Regions from separate parts of the Mus musculus genome. Here region 2 is linked to region 1. A link is a contact called in public Hi-C data. All regions are on one chromosome and are shown on one strand. Each heading gives the region's core, a stretch centred on a gene start, on an enhancer-like site or on the middle of the called end of the contact. The rest is flanking DNA. Distances are from core to core; before and after follow the strand shown.

Region 1 (5,511 bases), core at 2,107-4,606:
TAGGCTTTTAGAAGCAGGTTGCATATTAGAAGCAAAGCTCTTTTGTCTGAAGGGCAGTGTTAGAAGTACTTGGGATTTAAGCACCACCTCTGGGGTCCCTATATTCCCACAGCAGGACATCACACAACAGATGAAAACTCAGTTGCATACCCTGGCCTTTCTGACATGGGGTGTGATGTTCCAAATAGATACAGGAAATTCTGTCTTAAATGTGTTTTGTTTTCTTTAATGGATGATCTGACTAAAAAGAAAGAAGAAAGAGAAAAATAAAACAGCTGAAGAAGAGCTGCTTCACTACAGAAGTGAACAGCCGCTCGCTCTTCTCCAGTGTTATGCAAACTGGGTCATTTCCAGGCAGCAGAAGGTCCTGTTGCTAACTTGTTCTCAGGTTATCAGTGGCTGAGAGGCTCCTAACTAGGCTGATGCCTCTCTCTCTCTCTCTCTCTCTCTCCTCTCATTCATTTGTGGGTTTATTTCTACTGAATGTACTAGTCAGAAGAGATGGCTGATTGATATCCCCAGGGTCGGTGTTTCCTGTTGGTGCCTGTGCAGATGAGGCTGCAGGAGGAAGCTGTGCTTTTGGCTGGCTGGGTTTCCTCTCCAGGGGAAGGAAAATCTCTGAAAGCCTGAGGGGTGTGCTCTGCCCTCCCACCAACACTCCCCATCCTGGAGTGTTCCATTCCCTTTCATCTGAATGCCTCAGAAACATTTGAAGTCTGCAGAGATCTCCAAAGAAGGGACGGCCCAGCGAAATCCAACTGTCTTTCCTCTAGCATTGCACCCTTGATGGAACTTGGCACCAGGCACCTAATGATTCAGATGGAATTAAAGGATTCTGCCTCATTATTCCCTTTTCAAAAAGCAAGCTTTCCAGAACTCCAATACCCCTTGAAACTTAGTGGTAGTTTTTTAAAAAGTGTTTTTAAATGCCCCCTTTGCCAAGAGATGCATTCTTTTCAAAAGCTTATGTTTTATGATTTTCCTGCCTTGAAGACAGTTGCCTGCATGAGGCACAGGTTTTTATGTGCATCTGTTCATGTGTCTGCATGCTTTGCTGTATTGCAGATTTTGGCAGCTGCTGGGTAAGGAGTTCTCCTGGGTCTAGTCCTTGTCTTTGTGAAGAAAAGAATTCAGTCAAGAAACAAAGACAGTTTAAGCAGGAGTTTATTTGGCAAAATAAACACTCAGAAGAAAGATTGGAGTGGACTCTGTTGAAGAAGGGGTTAGCAATATAGTGTGGGCAGAATTATGGATTTATAAACACATTTTTAATGGATGGTATATTAATGGGGCGAAGTGAGCCTTTCCCTCCCTGATCAGGGTGATCCCTACAAAATCTCACAAACTGTCAAAACCACAATACAAATGATAATGACAGTGAAGTCTTTTGAAGAGGTGCACCATTTGTGAAGGCACTGGGGAAATCCCAAGATGCATAGTTTGTTTTTTTAGCTAGCAACAACTTATTGTGAGCTTCAAGGACATTTAACACAGAGTGTCATTCCCCTATCAGGAGACAAAGCTATGAAATAGAGATGTGGTTTCCTTTTGTTGTCTCCTGTCTAACTCCTTGTATAAGCTGGGCAAACACATTGCCACCGAGCTACATCCCCTGTTCGCAAATCTATACTTTTATTATTATTATTATTATTATTATTAATTATTATTATTATTATAAAAAGGTTTACTCATTTAGTTTTTTGTGCATGTTGTATGCGTATCTGCACGTGTACATGTGTATCATGTGCATGCAGTATACACAGAGACCAGGAGAAAATGTCCTATCTCCTGGAACTGGAGTTACAGGTAGTTATAAACTGCCATGCCGGTGCTGAGAATCAAACCCTGGTCCTCTGCAAGGCCACCCAGTGCTCTGAACTTCTGAGCCATTTCTCCAGTCTCTTTCTGACTCTTTAACAAGCATCTCAAGCTGTTCCAGAGGAAGATCCAAGAAGCAGTCCTCCTGTAGAGCAGACAGCATGACGGATGGGAGACTAAACACTCTACATTCAGTATTATCTCCCCAAGTCCCTCGTTCCCTCATTATGGGATATTTACTATCAGACTGAATTTATAAAGAATTTAGTACCCATAATAACATGGGCATTGGAATAGACTATCTCTCTTCATAAAGTGGGAGAAATAGCTTAAAGGGCAATAAAAAAGGTTGCCTAGAAACACTTAGTCCTGGAAGCTTTAAAAACACCCTGGGATGCAGATGGTATTTAGACCTCCTCTCCCTTTTCTTTGTCACTGGGGAAAGAAACAAAAAAAAATCTTTTTGAGACCATTTATCCTATTTGGACAAATAATTGTTTTTGAAAGTGTATTTCTTCTTATGTATGTGTGTGTGTGTGTGTGTGTGCATGTGCACACATCTTATGTATGTGTGTGTGCATGTGCACATGTACTATGTAGGAGTATGTGTGCATATGCACATGTATTATGTGGGGGTATGTGTGCATGTGTACATGTATTGTGTGTGTGTGTGTGCATGTGCACATGTATGCATGTGTGTTGGAGGGCAGAAGGCAACTGTGGGTACTTTTCCTCAGTCATCATCATTTGTTTCCAACGCAGGATTTCTCAATGACCTGGACCTTGTCCCGTAGGTCATGCTTGATCATCACAGAGCCCCAGGATTTGCCTTTTTCTGCCTCCCCAGTACTAGGCTCGCAAGAACATGTTTGGGTATTTTTCACATGAGTTCTAGCAGTTGACTTCAGGTCTTTGTACACTTTAACAGCTAAGCCATCTAGCACTTAAAAATAACTGTATTCTAGCTTAACACAGGGCAAAGGGCATGTAAGCGTGGGGTGCAACTTGGCAATTACACAAGAAAATATAGCCACACACTCCCATTTCTACCAAACAAAAAGATTGTGGAGCCTTCAACACAAATTCAGTATGACTAAGAAAGGGAAAAAAAAAAAAAAAACAACCTGATAGAAATTCGTTCCAGTAATTTCCTCGCATGTCATAGCTGTCTCTGAAAGCATGCCAGGACAGGATAATGAGGCATATGATACTTCTGAGAAAAGACAAGCATTAAAATTAAACCCAAGTCAACAATAGATTATGAACCTAACATTACTAGCAGATAGATATGTATTTAAAATCATTAGCCTACTAAGGCTGCAACTCAGAACTTTCAAGGCTCCAGTATTATCCTAAGAATTACATTTGAATCTCCCAGGATCGTGTGGCCTTCAAAGCTTTCCCTTCACAGTCACAACGTTGCAGGTGACTTCTGAGTCACCATCTTCAGCTATCAGCACATCTCCAGAGCTGTTGATGGGTGTCTCCTGGTCACTACTGGGAGGATCATTCCAAATTCTTGCCTCATCCTGGAAGTACGGAAGAAGATAGCCTCAGTGCTGAGGTATTCAGTTCCCTTTCAAAGGGATGATTTGTGAGGCATTCTGACATCTGCAAAAATCTGCAAAGAAGAGACAAGCCAACAGACTTCGGGATGTCTCTAGCTTTGTCAGAGTTGCTCCCTCACTTGAAGTACAATGGGAAGATGGGAACAATGTTATTATGCAGGTATTGCTAAGTCTGAGCGATCTTAAGCCGTGTGTGTGTGTGTGTGTGTGTGTGTGTGTGTGTGTGTGTGATGCATATTAATTAAAATGTGTTATACATCTGGCCTTCAGATTTCTGAATGTGCTGAAAACATGTGTCAGGACAATCTCCTCCACAAGGGGAAATGTTTTCTTGTCCTGTAGTGTGAGGTCCTGCAAATGTGTGCTTTTCCCAGTCCAGTGACAAAGTCACAGACGTAGTCAGAAGGGCCCTGGAAGGAGCCTTGGACATGGCTTCGTGGTGAAACGTGGCTGGATTCCCAAATGATTTAATGGGTTTCAGCACAAAATGCCCCAGAATCTAGTTGAATGTCTCTGTTTCTGGAAGATTGGTGATGACCTTTGCATCTAAGGGAAAACCTGTGGGCTTGCTCAAGAGAGATCATTTGTAAGCACTTCTTACAGAAATGAGGATTCTTTGGTACTATCCCAGACATAGAAATGAAAATATTCATGGTGAAAGTTTTAGAAATAATGTATATTTTAGAAACACTCCAATGTTACTTATTCTACATACTTGGGGACACTTTGCCGCATGATTTTGGATCTTATTTGTCAGCTGAGTTCGTTTCCCATAGAGTTAGCACCAGGATGGACAAATGTTTGAGGTGAAATACTTGGTGACACACGAAAACAAACCAGACAGCCCAGATTTAACTCTGTCCCATTGAGTTTATTTTTTAAAAAAAATTGTTTATTATTTGGTTTAACATGTATGGGTGGTTTGCCTGAATGCATGTCTGTGAATCATGTATGTGCAGTGCCTGTGGATGCCAGAAGAAGACATCGGACCATGTGGAACTGGCAAGGGTCATAAGCCGCCACATGCTCGCTAGGATGCAATACTGGTCTTCTGAAAGAACAGTCAGTGCTCAACTGCTGAGCCATCTCTCTAGCCCTTTATTCCACCGACTTCAAACAATCCTGTCTCCTTTCCTTTTCCTCTTCTGTATGACGTGAACATTTGAGCGGGTTGAAGATATTTTATTACTTATTTTCTTCCTTTTCCTTGCTGGGAGGTTGATCCCAGGGCTTCTCCCATGATCAAGCAGGCTCACTGTGCACTGAGCTGCACCCCCTTGTCCCTTACTGTTTCTTCAGTGGATGAGTGTTCTGTGGTAGCATCTGTTGACCTCAAGGCAGGCACCTTGCCCAGGGGAGGGAAGAACCAGCCAGGACCCCTTAGACATCTGGAACAGCAGAAGCAATGAGTCCTAAATTTTAGAAGCCACAGATCCCTCTGTAGAATCACCTTCCCGGGAGAGGGAGAACTGAAAAGAGAGTGTTTGACAGATACAGATCTCACCCTCTAGAACTGACATGTCTTGAAAATCTTCTGAAGCTTTAAAAAGCCTCTGCTCTCACCTGTTCAGAACAATAACTGCCTTCATGGCTTGAGCTTGCAGACAGTGACAGGCTCTCTGCCTGTACCTCCTGGCAGCCTGTGATCAGAAACCATGTAGCTTTGTATACCCGCCGCTGAGGTGGCTGCTGATCCTGTATGATAATAAATGGAAGGAAGCCTTGCATTGGAAAGCTTTGTCTATCTGTCTCTCTGTCTGTCTCTGTGTCTCTGTCTCTCTGTCTCTGTCTCTCTGTCTCTGTCTCTCTCTGTCTCTCTGTCTGTCTCTCTGTCTGTCTGTCTCTGTCTCTGTCTCTCTCTCTCTGTGCATGGGCACACAATTGCAGGCAAAGGCAGAAGTGGATGTTAGGTTGTATTCTCTACCTTATTTTTTGAGGCAGGATCTTTTTCTGAACCCAGAGCTTGAGATTTTAGTGAGACTAGCTGGCCAGTGAGTCTTGGACATTCTCCTGCCTCGGCTTGTGCAGTGCTAGGATTGCAGGGTTGCATAGCCATGTAAAGTTTTGACTGAGTACGTGGTGATATGAAAGCCTTGTCCTTATGAAGGTGGGGTAGTTACTGACT
Region 2 (5,511 bases), core at 1,321-3,820, 560 kb before region 1:
TGTGACCAGCAGCCTCAAGCTCAGACTCTGCTTCACCACCATGATAGATGGCACCCTTGGACTGTGAGTCACAGCTAACCTCCCTTCCTTAAGTCAATTTTGTTGTGTATTTTGTCACAGCAACAAGAGAAGTCACCGATATGTTGTGCTAGGTGATAAACCAGTCATGAAAAGATAAATACACTGGTCCCATTTCTATGAAATATCTAACAGTACTCAGACTCAACAGGTTATGCACTGCTGTGTTCTATGCAGAATAACATTTATGGAATAAGGATGGAGGTGAAGAATTGGTTAGGGCTGGCCATGAATTAGAAACATGGGAGAGGTGTGTGGATGGTGTGGAGGGAGATCAAGGTGGGGGCCGCGGCAGCCTGCATCCCTTCCTGCACGTGATGTTTCTTTGATGCTATACCCATGGCATAATTGCATGCAGCTATATGCCCAGTCACACCCAAGTCTTTATAGGAACAGTTCATTGGTTGGCTTTGACATTTCTCATGTACATTGTCTTCACATAGTGATTATTTCAAGAATCATATCATCCTTTGAACAAATCAAGAATAAAGAAAAACTGGTTGATCTGCTATACAGTTTGGGTTTCCCGCTCCTGTCTTCATTTTGAACTTATCCTCTTTTCTATTTTAAATGTGTTAACAAGCAGGCTTTCTCGTGGCATTTTCTTACCTACTTCTGCCTTGTAGACACCAAGTCACTTACTATCTTAAACATAACTCATCAAATCTTACTGACCAGTCATGTGGCCAGTCATGCTGAAACAAAGCCGTGTTTATAATCTTGCCACCTTTCTTTTTATACTCATAGCTCAGTGTGTATGGGATTCATACAACAACCAATCATTTTCCTTGTAATCTGTTATGGAGGAATTTGGCAGAACAATTGAATCTGAGGATTCAATATGGGTTTCAGTTCTGCCCATCAGTTGCTTACTGCTGTCTGAGTAATTAAGGGCTGGTGCACACTTTCCTGCCATGTCCTTCAGATGGGATAAAGATCAGTGAGACCCTACTGTCCCATGCCTCTTGGTTTCAAAGGACATCCTCCATTAGCATATGAATATCTTCATAGACAGTTTGTAATTGTTATCTGCTGAATTCAGTTGGGTTGTTCCGGTGGAGATTCCTTCCCCACCTCTTGCACTTCTTCACTGATTGCTTGGAACTGAAGCCCACATTTACAGAGATCAGGAACAACTAACTCCCACTGACACTTGTACCAGGGCTTGGAGAACAAAGATGTTGCAGATCTGGGACGACAAGGGAAGACTCCATGTCTGGCTTGGGATGCATGAAACTGAGAAATAAGGATGCTCTCGTAGTAACAGACAAAATTTGTTCTAGGCCTTACATAAATCCATCCTTCTTACAAGATGAACCACAGCAAGGTTCATCAACACCTGTGACAAGAAAAGAGAATGAATTATAGGACGCCTCTTTCCTCAGAGCTTCTCTAGTTTGGATTTGGGCTTCGAGCTCTTGTTTATTCTTTTATTTATTATTGTTGTTTTAAATGTGTATTTGTGTGTATTCATGCACATGAGTGCACATTCCTGAACAGACCAGAAGAGGGCACCAGATCCCCTGCAACTGGAGGTTTTAAGCCATCTGATAAAAGTGCTGGGACTTGAACTCTGGTCGTTCACAATAGAAGCAAGCACTGGTAGCTACTTGGCCCTCTCTCCATCCTCAGCTTCAAGTTTTTACAATGGTTCAAGCCCTGTATCATGCCTTCCTTTTCTCGTAGTATGGATTCATCAATATAGTTCCCATTGTGATGTTGGATAACTGTGCATTTTAATGTAAAAAGATATGCTTGTGTCTGTTCACATGGCCGAGAATGTAGGCAGAAATAATTAACTAGTGCCAGAAGAAACCGGAGGTAGAAAACAGTTTTCATCATTTTGCAACCATCCAGGCAGCTATATAATTTAATCACACAAACTAATCAAATGTCAGGCTATTTGTAATGCAGACATCAAGCTAAGACCATAGGTCATCAGATGTAGATCTAATTAGATATGCATACAGAATCATGTTAGAGTTATATTAAGAAGAAAGCAGCATCCAGTCAGGACAATTCTTTGGGTTTAATTACATTTTTTTTTATGGTTCTGAGTTGATTTATTGCCACCATTAGGAGTCGCACAAATGCCTGTGAGTGTGCATGTCTGCATGTGATTTTGTAAGTTTTATTACACGTCACATCACAGCTTTCAGGGTTAGTGGGGTTGGTTGAGAGAGCAATGGGCATCACTAGCAAGCAGAGCAGTTTAACCTTGTGCTGAGGATTTGGGGTTTTGATTCTGCTGTAGACTAGGAAACTTGGAAATGTAAATTTCAGTATGTTACAAAGATTGGAGGTGGAAACAAAGAGATGTTCGTCAGTAGACGTGATGGTTGGCTCTGTGTCAGCTTGAAGCAGGCTAGAGTTATCTGGGAAGAGAGACTCCATTGAGAAAAAAGTCCCTCCATAATACTGGCCTATGAGCAAGTCTGTGGTGCATTTTCTTAGTTAATGATTGACATGGGATGGCCCAGTCTACTGCAGGTGGTGCCACCTCTGGGCAGGTGATCCTGGATGGCAAAAAAGAAAAATAGAAGCAAGCTGAGCAAGCCACATAGAGCAAACCAGTGAGCATTGTGTTCCCCATGGCCTCTGCTTCACATCCTGCCAGGCTTCCCAAAGTGATGAATGTGTGGCCTGAGAGCTGTAAGATGCAGCAACCCCTCTCCTCCCCCATTGACCTGGGGGTTTTATCACAGCGATAGAAACCCTCACTAAGACAGGAGATAACACTTCAAAAACAAAAACAAAAAAAAACCATCCTGTTGATTTACCTTTTTAGAAGTGACTGCAAGTAAAGATACGTTTACATCATTCTGTTTTAAGGCAAGAAATATAATTAACACTCAAAGCATTTTTGTAAGACCAGGTAACAAACTGCTCAGGGCTGGGGAGTTAGGTCAGTGGATAAAATGCTTGTCACATGAAACCAGGACCTGAGTTCAACCCCCAGAATCCATATCATCAAAAAGCTAGGCATGGTGGCACATGCTTGTAGTCCTAGCACAGTGAGGTGAACAGAGGTTGATGTCTGAAGTCCCTGGTGCACCAGAATGGAGTCTAATTGTCAAGTTTCAGGCCTGTGAGGGACCAAGTCTCAGGAGAGAAAATTCTAGCTGATGCCTGTGGATCGGCACGTGGAGCTGATCCTCTGCTTTTGCACGCGCGCACACGCACACACACACACCACATACACACAACACACACACACACACGCACATGCACAACACACACAACACACACACAACACACACACAACACACACGCAACACATACACACCACATACACACACCACACACACACACCACATACACACAACACACACACGCACATGCACAACACATGCACAACACACACTCAAAACACATGCACACTACACAGACATACACACAACACACATGCACAACACACATACACACACCACACACACACACACACACACACACACACACACACATGCACAACACACACACAACACACACACAACACACACTCAAAACACATACACATAACACACATGCACAACACATATACACACACCACACACACACACACACACGCACGCAGGCACATGCACAACACACACACAACACACACTCAAAACACATACACACTACACAGACATACACACACCACACATACACACACCACACACATACACTCACACACACACCACAATGCACAACACGCACAACACACACAAAACACACAGAGGGGGGGGACAAAGAGGGAGAGGGAGAGGGAGAAAGAGGAACAGAGAGAGAGGGGGAGGGAGGGAGAGAGATAAAGAGGGAGAGAGAGAGGGGAGGGAGGAAGAGAAAGGAGGAGAGAAAGGAGGGAGGGAGAGAAAGGAGGAGGGAGAGAAGGATGGAGAGAAGGAGAGAGGGGGAAGGAAGGAGGGAGTGAGGGAGGGGAGAGAGAGGGAGGGAGGGAGAGAGAGAGAGAGAGAGAGAGAGAGAGAGAGAGAGAGAGAGAGAGAGAGAGAGAGAGAGAGAGATTGATTCTGAAAAGCTCTCAGAGGACCAGAGTTTGCAAGGACACAGCTTGAGCATCTGGTCTGACTCTGTATTAGCAGGAGATCACATTGAGCTGGCTTCTGCAAACAAGAGTGTCACCTGTTTTTCAAGCTTCACAATACAGTGAAGAAGCCCTCTCCATGATAGTCTAAAGATCTTTAAAGTAACTTGGGAGCTATTTCTTTTTAAGTCTAGAAGGAAAATAAGAGATAAGGGATGGGTTTTGACACTAAGCAGTTAATTTGAATCAGTTCCTTCTCTGGCTTGGTTTAGTTTGAGATGTCTCATGTATCTCCCACTAAACTCCATCTTGCTATGCCTCAGCTGACCTCAAATTCTTAATCCTTCTGTCTCTGCACCCCTTCCCAAGTGCCAGGACTCTAAGTGTGTATCCTAAAAGCCAGACTCTGGATCTACTTATTAAACATCATAGAAATCTTGAACATATCCTTAAAGTCATGTTTGAAAGCACTGACCAATCATAAACAGAACTCCACAGCAAAGCAAAACAAAACATAGAGCAGCCAGGAAAAACAAACAACAACAAACAACAGACAACTTAAAAATTGCAGAAGTTTGAGTGAAGAACCTCAAGTTTTAGGGGAGACAATATTGAAAAGAAACTGATCTTTAAAGGAGTTGGTCCCATGCATGGATGGCTGGGAGATGAAGTAGAGTTTGTAAAAATTGGATCCAACTACTCATGAAAATTTAGTATATAATAAATCGGACTTTTCAGTCATCAGAAAGCAATCATTTTGAAAACATTCACTAGATATCTAGAGAAAGAATAAAGCTATATACTTATTCAAAAATATGATAATTTTTATGTTGCAGAACACTTTAATGTAAATTAAATGAATTTCTGGAGTGTAAAGCTGAGCTAGTACAGATAAAATATAAGACAGATACAAAATCAGGAAGTCACGGGACAAAAATAGATTTTATTTATATGGTTAAATGTATACAGGAACACTTTAATTTATATGTAAAATCTGCAATAAGCACTTGCAGGAATGCGTTCGGCTTATCTGTGTGTGGTGTACAGTATTGCCTTGTACACTGGGTCTTGATCCACTTAGTGGTCTTCAGAGGGAGAGGTTGGAGGTAGCTCAGGTCATGGTACTGGCTTGGTGGACAGGAAGCCATGAGTTCAATCCCAGCACTGTATACAATGAGGTGTGGCAGCACAGGCCTGTCATTTTAGCACTCAAGACATAGGGGCCAAAAGGATTAAAAGTTCAAGGTCATCTACTACCAGTGAATTGAGGCTAGCCTGTGCTACATTAGACCCTGCCTTGAAACTACACAGGAGACCTGCTTGGTTTGACTTTTTGTCTTTCTGAAGTGGGACGAGGAAAGCTTGCAGAGCTGAATGGGTCTGCTGCTCCTGGGAAGAGTTACACTCCG

What was found. Hi-C and Micro-C count contacts between places; a contact is called where the count stands out from the background.
Region 2: a Hi-C map of the N1E-115 cell line shows a contact between it and region 1, with 3 times the contacts expected there. The contact joins two enhancer-like sites. A contact is called at or near these places in 1 of 484 Hi-C or Micro-C datasets (the N1E-115 cell line) and 1 of 115 datasets of contacts at active chromatin or transcription factors (double positive thymocytes).

The regions. Positions count from the first base shown.
Region 1 is chr9:116,907,511-116,913,021 of GRCm38.p6, reverse strand. The region is part of intron 4 of Rbms3 (RNA binding motif, single stranded interacting protein); the gene reads left to right. Among named protein-coding and RNA genes, the nearest start is that of Gm39452, 280 kb to the left of the region's middle. Within about 2 kb of position 3,356, at least 18 of the 459 cell types and tissues checked have an H3K27ac peak or open chromatin away from gene starts, as enhancers often do. A contact at or near this core is called in the N1E-115 cell line, where this site is marked.
Region 2 is chr9:117,464,685-117,470,195 of GRCm38.p6, reverse strand. It overlaps a transcript of Rbms3 not described here. Among named protein-coding and RNA genes, the nearest start is that of Gm39451, 150 kb to the right of the region's middle. Within about 2 kb of position 2,570, at least 2 of the 459 cell types and tissues checked have an H3K27ac peak or open chromatin away from gene starts, as enhancers often do. A contact at or near this core is called in the N1E-115 cell line, where this site is marked.